2 separate regions of the Oryctolagus cuniculus genome follow, and region 2 is linked to region 1. Evidence: chromatin contacts called from public Hi-C data. All regions are on one chromosome and are shown on one strand. The core of a region is the stretch at or near the end of the contact, and the rest is flanking DNA. Distances in the headings are between cores, read along the strand shown. Region 1 holds the start of CTDP1 (CTD phosphatase subunit 1). Region 2 holds the start of NFATC1 (nuclear factor of activated T cells 1).

Region 1 (2,700 bases), core at 76-2,575:
CTCCGCCCGCGGTCCACGCCAACTCTCCCGGACAGCCCCTCCGCAGACTCGCGGGGTGGCCGCCTGGGCCCAGCGCCGGGGCGCACCGCGAGAAGACGCGTGTTCCACGCGGGACGCGCTGCAGCCGACTTCAAGCCAGCCGGCCCGCGCGCGCGCGGGTCAAACCCACGCTCCCCGCCCCCTGCCGGACCCAGCACTCAGCACCTGCAGCTAGCAAGAACAATCTAGAGTCCCCGGTGGCACCCGCGTCCCTGGGACAGCGCCGCGGTCCTGGCCCCGCACCCCGCGGCTCAGCCTCGCCACGCGCCGCGGCGTCCACGCCGCCCACGTCCGGGCCCCCGCGGCGGCTCGGCTGAAAGGCCGGAGAGGCCACGGCGTCGCCGCCACGGGACCGCCGGGGAGCGCTCTCCGGCGAAGGCCACGAGGCCCGGCAGTGGCCGGCGGCTGCGCCCCACGACGGCCCGGCCACGCGGCTCCAGAAAGGGCGGGAACGCGCACGGGAGCGAGCGCCGGCGGCCGCCCGGAGTCCGAGAGGGCCCGGCCGTCAGCCCCGGCGCGATCTGACCGGCAGCTCGGGGGCGCGAGGCTCCGGCCAGCAGAGAGCGAGACGCGGCGGCGCGGACGCCCTCGGCCGTGACGGCCACCCCGCCCGCCCAGCACCTCCGGGGCGCGCCCGCACAGCGCTGGAGCACCCAGTCCCGCCCCGTGGCTCCGGGGACGGCCGAGGGCCAAGATGAGCGGAGGAAGGGACCTGGCGCCCGGGGGCGGGGCGTTCGGGGACGGGGCGGCTACCCGGGCCGCGGCGCGCTCGGCATGCCGGGACTCGTAGTCGCTTGGCCAGGGGCCGGCGACTGGTATTGTGGGAGCGGTCTGCATTGCATGCCGGGAGCCGTAGTCTCTTGACGTTAGGACACGCGGTGCGCCACGGGACTTGATGGCCGCCGGCATGCGTTGCATGCCGGGAGTCGTAGTCTCTTGACGTTAGGGCTCAGGGCGCGCTACGGGAGTTGACGGCCGCGATGCGCGTTGCGTGCCGGGACTTGTAGGCTACAGGTGTTCGACGGGAGTTGAGGAACGCGCTCCGCTGTGCACGCCGGGAATCGTAGTCCCGCGCTGGGACTCGCGCGGCGCGGGCGTACTCGAGGGCGGCGGTGCCGGGAGTCTCTGGCGCGGTCGGAGGGCAGCGGGCTGCCGGCCCCGCCTGAGGGAGGCTGACGCCGGGGCCCGTCGCCGCGCGAAGCCCGTCGGCGCGCCAGGGAGCCGCACGTCCGCTCGGAGGCCGCGCGTGGCCCGTGTTTACGCACGCACGCCGTGCGTCCCGCTTTCGCGTGACGTCAGCGCGTCCTCCCGGAACTCGGCGCGGGCCGAGCGGCGGGTGGAAGCCGGTGCTGGAGCGGGAACTGCGGCGCTGCCCGGCCGGGCCGCCCGCGATGAGCTGTGTGCCCTGAGCGCGCTGCGCCGCGATGGAGGCGCCGGCCGTGGCCCGCGGCCCCGCCGAGGGCGCCCCGGCGGCCGCCGTGGCCGAGGTGCGCTGCCCGGGCCCCGCGCCGCTCCGCCTGCTCGAGTGGAAGGTGGCGGCGGGCGCGGCGGTGCGCATCGGCTCGGTGCTGGCCGTGTGCGAGACCGCCGCCTCCGCGCAGCCCGCCGGGGGCGCCCCGGCCCGCGCCTCGGGGAGCTGCGTGCGCACGGCGCGGGCTGAGCGCAGGCTGCGGTCGGAGCGCGCTGGCGTGGTGCGGGAGCTGTGCGCGCAGCCGGGCCAGGTGCTGGCCCCCGGGTGAGTGCGGTTCCGCGCGTTCTCTGACGCCCGCTCGGCGGCCGGGAGCAGCTCGCGAGCCGCGCGGCGCCTCTGCAGCCTCCGCACACCGCGCGCTGAGAGGCGGGCGCCCGCGGCTCTGGGTGCTGCCGCCGAGCTCGCGCCGCGCCTTGGGCAGCAGCCTGGGCCCGGGAGCCGGGAAGGGAGGCGGCGGGCTGGGCGCTCCGCGGGGCCGTGAGCCCTGGGTGCGGGCGACGTCCAGCGCCGCCGTGGTCCGCAGCCGATTAGCGTGGAAGCCGCGTCTTCACGCCTGCTCACCAGCGCGCGAGACCGGCCCGTGCGTCCGTCTGAGCGGTCAGCCGTAGGGCTTCCTGGCTGGACCCCGTCTCAGGGTCCCGGGAGCTGTCCCCGCGGGGCCCGGCCTCTTCACAGACCAGGTGGACTCCGGGGACGCGGAGCCCGCCGATCCCCAGGCCCCCAAGCCGGGGGCGGAGCCCTGGGCCGTGTCCAGCTGCGAGCAGGGTGTCGTGAGCGTCCCCTGGCCCTTCCGAGCCGCTTGTCCGGAGCGAGCCCCACGCCTCGAGGACTTGGTGCGGCGCCCCGCGGTGTGCACCTGTGGTTTTCTGCCTCTGTGCGCTGTGGGCAGACGGCCCCCAGCGGTTCCTGTGCTTGCCCCGCGGGTGGGTTCTGGTGTCTGTGGTCCAGAGTCGCAGGCTGAGCGCTGGCCATGCGGGCTCCGAGTCAGACACTTTGTTTCGAAATCCAAAAAATTCCCAAATCTGAAAGACTTCTGGTCCCGCAGTTCAGATGTGGCCGCCGCCAAGCCTGGGCCCAGGTGTCCTTGGCTCTGGGTGTAGGACAGGGGCGGTGGTGAGCGTCAGCCCCCAGCTCCGTGGCGCCCGCGGGGCCGTGGGCCCAGGTGTCCTTGGCTCTGGGTGTAGGACAGG
Region 2 (2,700 bases), core at 112-2,611, 180 kb before region 1:
GGGTGCCTGCCCCCACCCCCCACCTGTGCACCCCCGGGGTCCTCCCCCTCCCCACGCACCCTCCTCTCCAGGGGACGCGCAGGGTCTGCAGGTGACGGCGCCCGGAGAGCGCCCGGCACGGCCCAGGCTCGGCGGTCCCCGGGGGCGGCGGGTTCCCCGCCGCAACTGGGCTGCGACCCGGTTGGAAAAGAAGCGGCCGTGGTTCCGCCGGGGGCCCGCACTGCCGGACAGGCGCCAGCTCTGACCCGCAGCTCCGTGTACCCTGGTGTCACTCGGGTCCGCACCCGGTCGGCGAGCGCCGCCACCGCTGGGGCTGAACGTCGCGCCGGTCGCCTTTCGCATTTCCCGAGGTCCGGGGAGCGGAGCCTGGGGGCGTCCCCGGGCACACGACCCCCGCGCGCCTTCTGCAGTTCCAGGGCCCCGCGGCGCACACTCGGTCCGCTTGGGGGTTATTTTTATCGCACACGGGTGTGGGGCGGCAGATTTATGACCCCGGGATCCCGACGTCGCAGCCGCCGCGACTCTCACCCATCCGCCCCCACCCCGCCGCCCGCCCTCCTCCGGCCGGCGAGAGACCGCGGCCCCGTCCTGGCCGCCAGGCAGCGGCGCGCAGAGCGCAGAGCGCAACGGGAGGCGCGCGCGGAGGTCTCCGGGCTCCGCCCGCCCGCCGGCCGCTGCCCAGACACCCCTCGGCCCCCGGGGAGGCGAGGGCAGCCTGGGGGCCGCGGCCGGGGACGCCGCTGCCTCGACCTCCCCCGAAACGCGGCCGGCGCTCAGGACGCGGCGACACCGCCCCACGTCCCCGTCCCGGGACGCCGCGCAATCTGTTAGTAATTTAGCGGGACGGGAATTTCCTTCCCGAGCCTGCCAGGGGAAGCGCTTTTCCAAATTTCCACAGCGGGGGAAGCCTGCGATTTTACATAATGACTTCAGCATGCGGGGCTCGCTCCCGCCCGCCCCGCCCCCGCCCCCTCCCGGGAGCCCAGCGTGGCTCTCCCAGGTCCCCGGAGAGGACCCCCGCGTCCGGCGCGGCCCGGGTTCCCCTCGCTCCCCTCCGCCGCCGGGGCACCCCTGCCCCCGCGCTCGCTCCACCGCGCGGCTCTGCGCTCGCCCGCCCGCCGCCCCCCGGAGCCCCCAGTCGCGCGCCCCTGGCCTCTCCCGGGCGCCCCCGTCGCGGGCCGGCGAGCTGCGGCCGCCGCGCGGGGAGGGCGGCGCTGGCGACTCGTCCCCCGGGCCCCGCGCCGGCTCGGGCGGGCAGGGGCGTGATGTCACGGCAGGGAGGGGGCGCGGGAGCGGCGGGGAGGCGGGGGAGGTGTTTTCCAGCTTTAAAAAGGCAGGAGGCAGAGCGCGGCCCTGCGTCAGAGGAGCCTCCCAGCCTCGGACTCGCGGGCGCTGCACCCGCCGAGCGCGCACCGGGCGCGGCGCACGCCTCCGAGCCCCGCCACCGCGCTCGGGTTCCCCGGCCGCGGCCGGCCTGCCGCGCGCAAACCGCCACGTCTTTCCGTGGCGCGCGGTGCGGGGCGCCCTCGCGCGCGTCCGCCGGGGCCCAGGTCCCGCTTCCCCGGCGCCGGCCCGGGGGGCGCGGGGCGCCCGCCCCTGCTCCCCTCGGCCGCTCTCGCCGCCGCCGCGTGGATGCCAAGTACCAGCTTCCCAGTGCCTTCCAAGTTTCCACTCGGCCCTCCGGCTGCGGTCTGCGGCAGCGGGGAAACTTTGGGGCTCGCGCTGCCCGCCCGCGGCACCATGAAGTCGGCAGAGGAAGGTAAGCCCCGCGCGGCCGCCGCCCCCTGCGCGCCCCGGGACTCCCCTCGAGCCGGGCCCCCGCCCCCGTCGCAGCTCCCCGGGCCCCCGCGCCCCGCCCGCCCGCTGCGCGGGTCCCGGCCCCCGGGGCAGCCGGGCCGGCGGCGTTGAGCTCCCGTGGAGTTGCCCGGGCCGGAGGCCGGGTCCCCTGGTGTTTCCCGGAGCGCGCCTTCTTGTCTCCTCTGGCTGGCTCTGAGTGCGCCGACTTGGCCTCCTCTGGGGCGACCTCGCCGCGGATCCCGGCGGCGGAAACCCAGCTGCAGCGCGAGCGACTTGGGGACGGGGCGAGGTTAGCGCCGTCAGCACCGCAGGGGAAGCCGCGCGCGGGGGGGGGGGGGGCTTCCTAGGATGGGAAGGCTGCCCCGCTGCTTCGAGCAGCCGCGCGGCCGGGGTCCTGGCGTCCCGCGCCCCCGCGCTCTTGCGCAGCTCCAGGCGCAGGCGCCCGGGGTCCGAACACGACCCCCGATTCCAGCCTCCGGGCCTGGGCCGGATCAGGGCGTGCGGCCGAGGTCGGAACGTCTCCGAAAGTTTGAAAGCGGACCGCCGGTGCCGAGCTGCCGGCTTGGCGCGAGAAGACTCGGCGGTGGCGACCTGCGCTCGGCGCCCCGCTGCGGAGCAGCCTTGCAGCCCTGGCCCCGTGCGCCCGCGGGTGGCTCCCGGTGTGTGTGTGGGGGTGGGGGGGGTCCAGGCGAGAGACCCTGCTCGGAATCCCGTCCGGCCGGGAGCGTTTCGCTGAAGTTAACTTTTTTAAAGCTGGCAAGCGTGCCAACGCGTGGCGAGCGCTCTGGAGTCGGAGACAGGCCGCCAGCCTCCGACAGGCGCTGTGGTTTCCTGCCCGGCGCCGGCACACGTGCGGCGGCTCCCGGGTCTGGAGGCCCCCAGACCCGCTCACTCAGACCCCGC

The links. Hi-C and Micro-C count contacts between places; a contact is called where the count stands out from the background.
Region 2: a contact with region 1 is called in a Hi-C map of an unstated tissue, with 2.4 times the contacts expected there. The contact joins the promoter of NFATC1 here to the promoter of CTDP1 in region 1. A contact is called at or near these places in 2 of 6 Hi-C or Micro-C datasets (ear pinna and an unstated tissue).

What each region holds. Positions count from the first base shown.
Region 1 is chr10:475,443-478,142 of mOryCun1.1, reverse strand. CTDP1 (CTD phosphatase subunit 1) reads left to right here and starts at 1,325. Exons shown (of 12, transcript XM_051840466.2): 1 at 1,325-1,774. The coding sequence starts at 1,464. It overlaps LOC138843936 (a long non-coding RNA gene), which reads right to left and starts at 1,019. Exons shown (of 2, transcript XR_011379148.1): 1 at 1-1,019.
Region 2 is chr10:656,566-659,265 of mOryCun1.1, reverse strand. NFATC1 (nuclear factor of activated T cells 1) reads left to right here and starts at 1,361. Exons shown (of 10, transcript XM_070049841.1): 1 at 1,361-1,759. The coding sequence starts at 1,633.